2 separate regions of the Pan troglodytes genome follow, and region 1 is linked to region 2. The links are chromatin contacts, called in public HiChIP or PLAC-seq maps. All regions are on one chromosome and are shown on one strand. The core of a region is the stretch at or near the end of the contact, and the rest is flanking DNA. Distances in the headings are between cores, read along the strand shown.

What was found. HiChIP or PLAC-seq counts read pairs in DNA pulled down with a chosen protein or histone mark.
Region 1: an H3K4me3 HiChIP or PLAC-seq map of stem cell-derived excitatory neurons shows a contact between it and region 2, with 4 times the contacts expected there. The contact joins the promoter of EMSY here to the promoter of THAP12 in region 2. A contact is called at or near these places in 1 of 7 Hi-C or Micro-C datasets (stem cell-derived neural progenitor cells) and 1 of 1 datasets of contacts at active chromatin or transcription factors (stem cell-derived excitatory neurons).

Annotation. Positions count from the first base shown.
Region 1 is chr9:78,456,119-78,462,527 of NHGRI_mPanTro3-v2.0_pri, reverse strand. It overlaps EMSY (EMSY transcriptional repressor, BRCA2 interacting), which reads right to left and starts at 2,638. Exons shown (of 21, transcript XM_016921647.4): 1 at 2,227-2,638; 2 at 350-458. The coding sequence starts at 419. LOC129136363 (a long non-coding RNA gene) reads left to right here and starts at 2,675. Exons shown (of 2, transcript XR_010147619.1): 1 at 2,675-3,077; 2 at 5,711-6,019.
Region 2 is chr9:78,392,727-78,398,711 of NHGRI_mPanTro3-v2.0_pri, reverse strand. THAP12 (THAP domain containing 12) reads left to right here and starts at 2,385. Exons shown (of 5, transcript XM_016921640.4): 1 at 2,385-2,772. The coding sequence starts at 2,684. GVQW3 (GVQW motif containing 3) reads right to left here and starts at 2,291. Exons shown (of 2, transcript XM_024347360.3): 1 at 1,227-2,291. The coding sequence starts at 1,691.

The sequences.
Region 1 (6,409 bases), core at 1,389-3,888, 64 kb before region 2:
TGGAGACGAGACAAAACAAACAAACAAAAAACACCTACCTTTTAGGCTTTCAAAGGACAAAGCTAATTCTTAAAATATTTAAATTAGATGTTGTATAAAAAAGACTCAGAATAGCCAAGTAGCCCTCAATAAATCTTAGCTACTAGTATTATTACAATTCACACACCTACTATTTACAAAGCACTATGTTAGGCACTGAGGGAAACAACAATGAGTAAGATGGGAACTGTATCTCCAAAGAATTTCTGATGTAGCGTGAGATATGACATCCATGCAAACAGCTATGACCTAGGCAGAAAGGGAAAAAAGGTATCAGAGAGAGGTAAAAAACAAACAATGAACGTCATACCCAATTTTCGAAGAATCCTTTTGCATTCATCCCTGCTGAGATCCAGAAGGGTTGGCCACACAACAGGCATTGCTGCTTCTGTTTGGTAGCCCCAAAGAGCTTGTCCTCCCTACCAGAACAAAAAAAAAAAAGTCAAATTACCAAAGTACCAAAGTACATTCAAGGGGCCACTCACCTGGAGATCCAGTCACAGGCTAAGAAGTAAACCAAAAAGATATTACTATTTTACAATCCTTTCTCACCACCACACTTTCCAACTTTTGAGAAATCAAGAATTAAGTCATTTGAACTATCACAGTGGAACGAACACAGGCTTTAGAACCAGACACCTCTAGGTTTCTAGTCCCAACTTTTCAACTTACTGGTTGAGCCTAAGCTTTACACATCTATAAAACAGAGGTAATACCACCCAGTTTGTTACGCGTATTAAAGAACACTATATGTAAAGTTCTTTCATAGTGGCTGGCATTTCATTTAATAAACAGGTGGTACTACCAACCTGGGGCAAGTTGACTCCTGTCAGCTTCCTCATTTATGAATTACATGAGATAAAATTTGTAAAGCTCCTAGCAAGTTAAAGAAACTTAATAAATAACTCTCCTCGTGCTCGCTTCGGCAACACATATACTAAAATTGGAACGATACATACATATATATATATATACACATATATATACATACATACACACACATATATATATATACTCTCTCAAGTCTTAATGGAATATGAATTTTGATCCTGTAGTTATTAAACAGCCATTTACCAACAGTTGAGCTGCCAGGAACTTACTTAGAACTGGGAATTTCCTAGTGTAAAAGACAAAAAGACACGGCTCTGGGGGCACGCGCAATACCTGCTTAGCACAGAGTAGAGCCGCTCTAAGTATTTGCTAAATGGGTAAGTGAATGGTTGACGCGACTGAGCAAAACGAATGGATGAATGAATGAATGAACGAGCTCACTGTCTAGCCTAGAAGTCAGACACCGAACCGAAATAACTGCTATATCCCGTTCCAGGCGCTGGGGCTGCTAACTCCAACTCTGTGTCCCGAGGTGAGCCCCCCTCCCCCTACTTCCCATAGTCCTCTCAGCTCAGAACCAACCCAAGGCAAGAAGAACTGGACTGCGCGCCCCAGCCGGCAGTATGACATAAAGAAAAGGGGTGGGGAGGAGGAAGAAGGGGCAGAGCCAAAGGAATCCTCTCCCTCCACAAGCCAGTCCCCGCCTCCCGACAGGATCTTGGAGGCGGCCGGCGACTGCTCGAACCGAGCACCACGTCACGGCATCCCGGCGCGTCCCAGCCAGGGGACCCCAGAGCGGGGCCGCAACGCATCGGAAACCCGGGCAGTAGTTTCCGGAGCCCGCTCGGGGAACCGGGATCTTGTAGGATCCTTCCCCACTCAAGTGTCAAGGAGACAAGCCCGCCCCGCCCCCTCTCCAAACACGCACTCCCTAGCAGCACCACAACAAGAGCAGCCAGCCCAGGCTCCTCACCCGGGCCTCTCGGCGCCGGTCCCAATGTCAAGTCCACGACCCAAGCCCCTCTGGGCCAGTAGCTGCTGTCAGGGGTCCCGGCCGGCACCCGCGCCTCACTCCCTCCCCAGTGGAGAGGACAACCGAGAGAGAGTAAGCCAGCGGATACCCAGTCAGACGACCTGGACTCACCGGGAGTCTCCCAGAGCTAGACCCCCGGAGTCCCAGCACCAGGCCAGCCAGAGTCCCCCTGAGTCCACCCCGGGGAGCCCCACGATCCCGTTAGGAAACAACGGAGGATGGGGCTGGGAGCCCCAAGCCGGGCTCCGAATGCTTGGCCCGGCGCTCCTCTAGCCTGGCTGGCCTGCCAGCTCTTCCCAGGACCCTGCCTGAGAGTCACCCACCTGCCCGGCCTTTCGGGGCTCATCTAAAAGGCTCCTCCGCCAAGACTAGGGAACACCAGGAATTGGGTTTGTTTGCGGTGCCTCTGAAGGGGCAAGATGGCGACAGGTAACAGGGCGCAGGCGCAGCCGCGCGCGGCCAGTCGGGAGGTGTAGTTCGCCTTTCCCGCCTTTCGGAGAACAAACACCAAAAGGCCTCCATTCATCTTGTCCTTCTTTTCCTCCGCGTTATGAAAGAAAAGGACAGACATCGCGGAGGGTGCTGGGAGTTGTGGTCCGAATCCAAACTCCAACCTCTTTCGCTCCAGGTTTGCTGTCGTACGCGCAAGGAAGGCCGGGATTGTAGTTCCCTTGGTTTCTCCTGCATACCCTCCTGTCTCTGGCTTCGCGCGCCTCTCCTGGGCTGCCGTCTCCCAGCCAATCGGCTGCGCTCTCTGCTACGTGTGGCGTCACACGTAGCGGCCAAGATGGCGCTAGCGGCTGGAGCAGGGGCTCTGCTGTGACCTTTACGGTAGTGAGGTTAGGGACGATGGGAGAGCAGCTTTGTTCCTGAAGTGCCGTCGAGGATTAGGATCGAGTTTCTTCGATCGTGAGGGCAATTATTAGCGGCCTCTAGCCCCCCAGATGGCATCTTGAGGAGAGAGAATCCACGCTACGAGAACTAACATAGTGGACATCGCAGTTGTCCGTAGCCGATTTGCGGGTTACGGAGTTGTTGCAAGTAGAGAAGGGGAAATCCGAGCGTTCTCGCGTTGGATTTCCTCCACGTGTTAAATGCGAATGGTAGTGATATCTCGTGCTATCTCTGTCAAGGGCAAGAAGGAGAAAGAATTTATTTGAGGCCCTACGACGTGGTAGGTTCACCCTCAGCCTTTGTTCTTATTTCATCTTATTTGTGGAGAAGGTCTTTTCGTTCCTATTTTACAGGTGAGAAAAGGGGCCCAATATATAGTTATTTGCGGCCATAAAATAGAAGCCAGTTGCCTGATACTGAAGATTCAATGAAATCTTGTGATTGACTTCCCTCTTTAAATTTTGTACTTTGGGTAACATCGGATCCGGTAGAAACGCTCGTCAGAAAGAGTTTTTAATATGCATTCTACAATTTCCAGACATAGTTTCCTTCTTGAAAAATTGGGTTAATACTACCCTATAGGGATCTTGTGATGCACCACGTAAACGTTGTAAGTTGTGAACCACTATACAAACGTATGAGACTCTTCATGTTCTTGAGTGGAACTGTAGGTTAGGAAGAGAAGGTAAATAACAGCATTTAAGTTTCCTACTACTATTTGCCCATTAGCTAAAAATACCCTCCGAGGTCTAGGAAAGTCACTGTTGTTGAAACCCAACCTACACCTTCAGAAAATCGTAAAGTGGAACATATTAATCACCAGGCCCTCCCTCCGCTGTCTCCCTGACCTTCCTATGCATCCAGTTGCTTAAGAACTCTTGGAAAGATAGTAAGTGAAATCTTCATAGAGGATTTTTGTACTTTAACATATATTATTTGATTTGAGCCTCGCAACATTTCACCGTGACAGGTACGATTAAGGTCATTCATACTATGAATGAGAAAAACATAGATGTTCCAAGGACTCACCAAATTTCACGGAGCTAGGAATTGGAAGAGAGCTAGGCTTTGTAATCCCAGGTCTTCTGACCTCCAAATGTCCTTTCCTCTACAGTGAATGTCAAAATGACAATGAATGTCTACTCCTCTACAATGGAGTACAAATTGAAAGACAAGGGGCTTATAAAACTGACTCTGACCTTAAGAAGTAGCATATGAGTGATGAATTATTATAGTCAATCCTTGTGCTTACTAAGTGCCACATACTGGTCTAAGCATTTTACATAGTAATTCAGTCCTTAGAACAACTTTATGAGGTGGAAACTTTTATTATCTCTAATTACAAAGGAGGCAACTAAAGTCTAGGAAAGAAGCAAAATAGCTTGCCTAAAGTCACACATAAGTAAATGGTGGCTCACGCCTGTAAACCCAGCACTTTGGGAGGCTGAGGCAAGTGGATCATTTGAGGTCAGGAGTTCAAGACCAGCCTGGCCAACATGGTGAAAGCCCACCTCTACTAAAAATACAAAAATTAGCTGGGCATGGTGGCATGTGCCTGTAATCCCAGCTACTCGGGAGGCTGAGACAGGAGAATTGCTTGAACCAGGGAGGTGGAGGTTGCAGTGAGCCAAGATCGCTCTACTGCATTCCAGCGTGGGCAACAGAGCAAGACAACATCTTAAAAAAAAAAAAAAAAAAAAAGCTAAAGCTGGGATTTAAACCTGATTATGTTGGCTCCAGAGCCTATGCTCCAGACCAGTGGTTCTAAACTTTAATGGTCAATAGGAACCGCTTGAGGATCTTGTTAAAACGCAAATATTGGTAGTATAGATATCAGGTAAGGCCTGGATCCTATAGTCCTAACAGGCCCCCAGGTGAAGTTGATGGTGCTGGTCATTACATACTACAGTTCACATCTTCCCTTTTCTCCTAACCGTATTTATTTTGCAGTCAGAAACTACCTTTCCCATGCTGCCTGTGACTGCTTTATAGTCTCAAATGTTCCCAACATGCTCTTCCTTAAGGATTAGACTCAAACTTTTTCCTCAAAAAGCTTATCCTGACCCTGTCTTTCCCTCTAGGATAAGACAGACATCCCTGCCTCTGCTCCCCTACCACTTAGTGTACACCTTGTTACAGAGCTCAGAACACTGAATTATGGCCATTTATTTGAAAATCTTCCTGGCCGGGCATGGTGGCTCATGCCTGTATTCCCAGTACTTTGGGAGGCCGAGGTGGGCTGATCACTTGAGGTCAGGAGTTCAAGACCAGCTTGGCCAACATGGTGAAATCCCGTCTATACTAAAAATAGAAAAATTAGCCGGTCATGGTGTTGTGCATCTGTAGTCCTAGGTACTCTACTCGAGAGGCTGAGGCAGGAGAACCTCTTGAACCCAGGAGGTGGAGGTTGCAGTGAGCTGAGATTGCGCCACTGCACTTCAGCCTGGGCAACAGAGCAAGACCCTGTCTCAAAAAAAAAGAAAAGAAAATCTTCCTGACTGGACAACGAGCTCTTTGAGGAGAGGAACCAATCAGGTCTGTGTACTGTAGAGCCTAGCATATAATAAGAATAATAGCTAATACTTACATAGGACTTTCTGTATTCCAGATCACGTTATACACATTAACTTGTTTAATCTCTACTATAACCTTACAGATACACTTTTATCCCCATTTTATGAAGAAACTAAGGCATAGAGAGGTTAAATAGCTGGCCCAAGGTAACAAGCCTGTAAGTAACAGAGCCATGATTTTAAATAAAAGCACTTTGGCTCCAGGAAATGTGTGGTGAATAAAATAAGAGCCACTCTACACTCAACCAAAGAAGGAAAACTGAGACTTGCTGTCCTATTAGACATGATTATAACTACCTCTAGTCTGGGAAAATACACAGAAATCTGTTCCCCTGGCCAGGTGCGGTGGCTCACGCCTGTAATCCCAACACTTTGGGAGGCCGAGGCAGGCGGATCATCTGAGATCGAGAGTTCGAGACCAGCTTGACCAACATGGAGAAACCCCGTCTCTACTAAAAGTACAAAATTAGCCAGGCATGGTGGCACATGCCCGTAATCCCAGCTACTCGGGAGGCTGAGGCAGGAGAGTAGCTTGAGCCCAGGAGGCGGAGGTTGTGGTGAGCCGAGATCGCGCCATTGCACAGCCTGGGCAACGAGCGAAACTCCATCTCAAAAAAATAAATAAAAATTTTTTTAAAAAAGAAATCTGTTCCCCTTTGCTGGATTTACTTTTTTTCCTTTCTGTCCTGGACCCCATGGTTATTTATTTCAAATTCAGTCTCCATCAGTACTTTCAAGTTTATTCAACCATCTCTGTCTTTCCATCGACCCCGAAATAGTCCTCAACCTGTGATCAGTTTCCCATCTTTCCTCATGTTTGATATAGCTGTTAGTTAACTCTTAGTGCATAAGAAAAATTATCCCAAACTTTAGTGACTTAAAACAAGAATAATTTTTTAAAATTTTATACAGTTTTTGCATTTTCTATTGGAATCGAGTGGCTTAGCTGGGTGGTTCTGGCTTGGGGTCTCCCAAGCAGTTGCAGCTATCTGAAGGCTGACTGGGGCTGGAGGATCAGCTTCCAAGGTACCTCACTCAC
Region 2 (5,985 bases), core at 1,136-3,635:
GTGATTCACCACACCTGGCCAGTGTCATTTTCTACTGATGCAGGTTGGAAGCCTCATGCTGTTCCACCTGCCCCGGAAGCTTTCCCTAATTTCACAGCCCTGTCTCACCCATCCTCATGGATCCAGTTCAAGAACCATCTCATCCATGAAGCCCATCAGCCCTTGGAGATCTTGTTCATAACTTCCACATTGTCAATGCCCAGCAGTGTTCTAAAAACAGCAAGTTCTCAAAACTATAGGCATTAGTTACTAAAAACAGGCTGCTGTGTGGGAATCCGCACATAGGCAGCAGGCTCCCTTAATTCAGGGACTAGAGAGCCACCTGGTCTTCCTCCCCACACAACACAGCCTAGGCCTGGGTCCCCGGGTTTATATTTTCTAGCACCAGATCCTCCTCTTCCAACAGGGGTGATACCCAAATGAGTGGAGGTCCAAAGCATAGGACCAGAATGAAACAAACCCAGCTCTTCTGTGAGGTGTAGGCCTGTGAGAAGATCAGTATTGGTGGCCAACCCCTGATTCCTAAGGGTGCCTACTGAGTCATCTGGGCCAGATCAGCCCCTAGGCCCAGCACTGTTCAGTAGTACCAGCATGCTACTACCTTCTGTACCATACCTCAGGCCCTGACTGTGAAGCAGGCTGAAACTGTAAGCCTTCTTTTGGGGTCCTCCCAGAAAAGCATGCTTCCCTGGGCACAGAGATACAGATTCCAGGAGATCCTGTTCCTCTCTTCTCACTGGCATGATCCTCTGAGGCAGAATGTTGAGAACAAAGGAACAGGACAGCCACAACAAGCTAAGGTCTGGGCAGAGAAGAAATCCAAACTTGTTGAGCAAAAGAAATCAAGAACAAGCAAATACCAGAAGGGAACAGCCAAAAGTTTTTCAAAGTTATGGAGAACAGCAAGGAAAATGGTCCAAGAGTCCAGCAAAGAGTAATGAGGAGGGCCATGGCACATAGGGAGGAGTGGTGAAGACTGAAAAATAGGTGAGCAGCCAAAGAAGGTGCCTAACAGTGAGGCAGCATCCTAGTTCTGGTTCAGCTAACTCACATTCCTCTCACCATGGGGTGAACCAATTCTCAGCTACCCTGGGGGGAAGGCTTGTTGAAGATGACGCCTGCAGAAGCTGACTGGCAGAGTAGTGGACTCTGGGATGGGATACCGGCAGGGGCATTTCCCCACCAGCTTCACCCTGGAGATAACTCCATGTTTCAGAACCTGTTACCTTTTTCCTCAAACATGAGCTATTTTTCCTAGTTTCCTTTGAAAGATCGGACCGAAAGTCAAGTTTTCGTGGTTTAGGCTCACCCTTCAAAACACCCGAAATAACTTTTGCAGAAATCTTCCTCATGTTCAAGTTTTCTTTCAAAATGAGCCTAACAGTTTCTTTGTCTAAATTTAACTCTTCAGCCATCATCCTCACGGTTAACTGCCTGTTTGAACAAACCAAGTCCTTGACCTTCTGGATATTGTCATCTGTTCGGTGGGTGACTGGACGCCCACTTCGGGCATCATCTCGAACATCTTCCCGTCCTTCTTTAAACCTTTTGTGCCAGTCAAAAACTCTGGCCCTTGACATGACTTCATCCCCATAAGCTTCTTTTAAAAGATGGTGGGTCTCACTTGCAGACTTGTTCAATTTCACGCAAAATTTGATACTAATCCTTTGTTCTAAATAGCGGTCACTCATTCTGGCACTGAACAACACAGGAACGTTTAACAGGCCACGACTGTAAGGGAAAGACGGACAGATCAATCTTTATAGGGCTGCAGGTGTAATCATATCGCTCTTCTTGCTCTTCTAGAAGCCTCGCCGGGAAAGAGTAATTGCTTTTATGAATTTTTGTCCCTCAGCTTCCAGTCGAGGCTGGGGAGATCCGTTCTGGGAAGCCAACAGTGGCTGCAAAGCTGGGAAAAATTAAATCGCCTACAACCACGTCTGCATCAAACCAGTGCACGCACATCTGCCGAGAGTTTGCCAGTCACCAAGGTCGCTCCGATTCCGCGGCCCTTAAGGAGTATATGGCGAATTCTGCAAGAAAGGCCTAAGTGGTGGCAAATTAAGCAAGCAAGAAGAGATACATCGGTGATGTAACGTGCAAGCTCGCCCTAGATCTGCAGAAACCCGCGCACGCCAAACCTACCGGAGCAGCCCGGGAATCGCCTGCTCTAGCGTCCCGGGAGACAGGCGCGCATGCGCAATTCTCTCTCCCCGCGGATTAGACTGTGCGCAGTCGCACTGCGGCAGCGCGCGCCAGGTCCCGCCTCCGCCTCGCCACACCCCGGCAGGCGCGCTTCCTTGCGCGTGCCCGCCTGCTGAGAAAGCGGAAAGGAGGGGCGGGGGAGGAAGGCTGAGGGAAGAGAGGGCACCCCCGGGCGTCAGGGTGCATTGTGGGAAGGAGGCGGCAGCGTCTCGGGCGGGCGGGAGGTGCACCAGCGGCGGCGGCGGCGGTAAATCCTCCCGGCCGCTCACAGCACTGTGGAGCCGCGTCCCCAGCCCGGCCTCGGACCGCGGCACCCCTCCTGGCCCTCGCGGCTTCTAGCCCGCCCGCCCCTCCCCCGCGCGTCGGCCCTGCCAAGCCGGCCGGCCGGCCTGGCTCCCCTCCCCGGCCCCGACGGGCGGGCGGACTGCCCTGAGGAGGCGGGGAGGGGAGGGCTGGGCCGGCCGGCGGGCGGGCGACGATGCCGAACTTCTGCGCTGCCCCCAACTGCACGCGGAAGAGCACGCAGTCCGACTTGGCCTTCTTCAGGTTCCCGCGGGACCCTGCCAGGTAAGCGGCGGGCGCAGAGCGGGCGGCCCGGGCCCACCTTCGCGGTGAGCGCTGCCAGCCGCCGGCCCCTGGCGGGCTCCCGGGCTGGCTGAGAGGGGCGCAGGGGGCGGGCGCTGCGCACTGCCGTCGACCCCAGCGTTGGACCGAGATGGGGAGCCGGCCCCGAGCCGTGGGCGGGCGGTCGTCCGGGGACCTCGGAGCACGTGCGCTGGTGGGGGCTCTGCGCGGAGGACACCACCCCAAACGCGAGGGAGCTGGGGCGGCGCGCGGACGCGGGATGCTGTGGGTTCTCGCCGTGGCTCACTTGCTGTGTGACCTCGGGGGAGTCGCTTTCCTCTCTGGGCGTTAGTTTCCTTAGCTGTCAAAAGAGAGCAGGACTCTGTGGTTGTGGCCACTGGGGCCTTTCCCTCTCCTTGCCACCACCCCCGGGACAGCGTTTCTGTTTTGAGTCCCGCTACCTTCTTTCATCTCATCGCAACTGCTTTCTCCTTCGGACTTGTCATTGCACGGTTCAGGATTCATTTTCTGGCTGTCACCGTTACTCATTTTCTCGCTTGGGTATTGTAGGGATAACAGAGGGTGTACGCGTGAGGGCGTCGGAATTGGTATTGGAACCTCTTCCTTCGGATAACCCCCACACACTGACATATTTAGGGAATGATAGCATAGGGACTGTGTTTGAAAGGCTGAGATGTTTCATAGGCCTGTCTTGTTGGTTCATTCATTTAAAATCAATGCCTACTATGTGCCGAGTGCAAATGTTAGGTGCTGGGAGTTCATGGGTGAATAAGGGTGTCACTGCTTGCAGAAAGCTCTCAGTCCATTAAGGGAACAGGTGCAGCAACGGGCGACTATAATTTATGTTATTAATTAGTTCAATTAATTATTGAAGGTCTACTTGTGTTGGCATTGTTGTGAGCAGTGGGGGTTACAGATGAACAAATCGAAGTCCTTGCTCTCATGAAGATTACATTCTAATGGGGGGGGGAATAAACAAGTAAAATACGTAGTGTGTCGGATGATGGTAAATACTGTGGAGAAAAATAAAGGTTAGAGGGTAGGGGAATAAGTAGTATCAAGGGACGCACAATTGCTATTTTAAATACAGTGATTAGAGAAGGCCTCACTAAGAAGGTGAATTTGAGCAAAGACCAGGTGAAGGGGCCAGCCATGGAGATACCTTGGGCAGCAGCATTCCAAAGAAGGCAAAGACAGGGCAACCAGGAGTCCAGGGAGAGGGACTGGGAGAGAGGTGAGATGAGACCAGAAAGGTGTGTGTATGGTAGGGGCAAATTCTTTAGGTAGGACCTTGTAGGTCTTGGAAGGCACTATGGTTTTTATTATGAGTGAAATAGGAAGTCATTGAAGGGTTTAGAGCAGAGACTTAAATTTTAACAGGATCAGTGGCTGCTTATTAGATTGTGGGGAGGCAAAGGTGAAAGCCGGAAGACCAGTTAAAAGGCTGTTGTAATAATCCAGATTAATAGAGGAGGAGATGGTAAATTTGAGATATGGTTTGAAGGTGAAGCCAACATCATTTGCTAATGGTTTGGAGGTAGATTGTAAAAGAAAAAGAGAACTCAAGGACGACTTCAAGATTTTAAAAATCTATGTTGGCCAGGTTGGTCTTGAACTCCTGGCTTCAAGCAATCCTCCTGTCTCGGTCTCCCAAAGTGCTAGAACAGGCTCTGAGCCACCGCGCCCAGCCGACTTCAAGATTTTTAACGTGAGCATTTGCTGAGATAGGGAAGACTGGGAAGAGCAGGTTTGGTAGAGGAATACTAGAAGTTTGGGTTTGAGAGGCCTGATAGACATTCAAGAATAGATGTCTAGGCCGGGCATGGTGGCTCACATCTGTAATCCCAGCACTTTGGGAGGCCTAAGCAGGCAGAACACTTGAGGTCAGGAGTTCGAGACCAGCCTGGCCAACATAGGGATACCCTGTCTCTATTTAAAAATACAAAAATTAGCAGAGCGCAGTGGTGCGTGCCTGTCCAGCTACTCAGGAGGCCAAGACATGAGAATCGCTTGAACCCGGGAGGCAGATGTTGCAGTGAGCCGAGATCGTGCCACTGCACTCCAGTCAGGGTGACAGAGCAAGACTCCGTCTCAAGAAAAAAAGAATAGATGAAAAAAAAAAAAAAAGAATAGATGTCTTTCTTCATACCATATACAGAAATGAACTCCAAATGGCCTATACTTTTATTGAGATCAAAGGCCTAAATATAAGAGCTATATCATTAAACTTTTAGGAAAAAAATACAGATAAATCTTCATGACTTTAGATTTGGCAGCACATTCTTGTTTGTTTTTTGTTTTTTTTGAGACAGAGTCTCACTCTGTTGCCCAGGCTGGAGTGCAGTGGCACAGTCTCAGCTCACTGCAACCTCTGTCACCGATGTTCACAAACTATTCTACTCACTCAGCCTCCTAGGTAGCTGGGATTGCAGGCACCCGCCACCATGCCTGGCTAATTTTTGTATTTTTTTTTAGTCGAGACGGGGTTTCGCCATGTTGGCCAGGCTGGTCTCGAACTCCTGATCTCAGGCGATCTGCCCGCCTTGGCCTCCCAAAGTGCTGGGATTACAGGTGTAAGCCACCGTGCCTGGCTGGCACCACATTCTTAGATATGACACCAAAATACATGCAGTAAAAAGAAAAGTAGACTAATTGGACTTCATCAAAATTAAACTTTTGTGTATCAAAGAACATTACCAAGAAAGTGAAAAGAATGGAAGAAGGTACTTGCAAATAATACATTTGATCAGGGTCTAGTATCCAGAATATATAAAGAACTCTTACAATTCAGCAACAAAAAGACAACCCAATTTTAAAATAGGCAAAGGACTTCTTTCTTTAAACAAAAGATATAAATGGCTAAAAAGCACATGAAAAGATGCTGAGCATCACTCGTTATTAGAGAAGTTCAAATCAAAACCACAAGTGGCAGTTAGATGTAGAATTACCGTGTGTCCCAGCAATTCCATTCCTAGGCGTATATCCAAAGAATTGCAAACTGATATTCAAAAAAACCAAATGTACACACATTCATAGCAGCACTATTCGCAATAGTCAAAAGGTAGAAACAAGCCACGTTTATCAGTGTGTGAATGGATAAACAAAATGTATATCAATACAATGAAATATTAGCCATGAAAAGGAATGAAGTGCCAGTACATACTACAGTATGGGTGAACCTCAGAAACATTATGC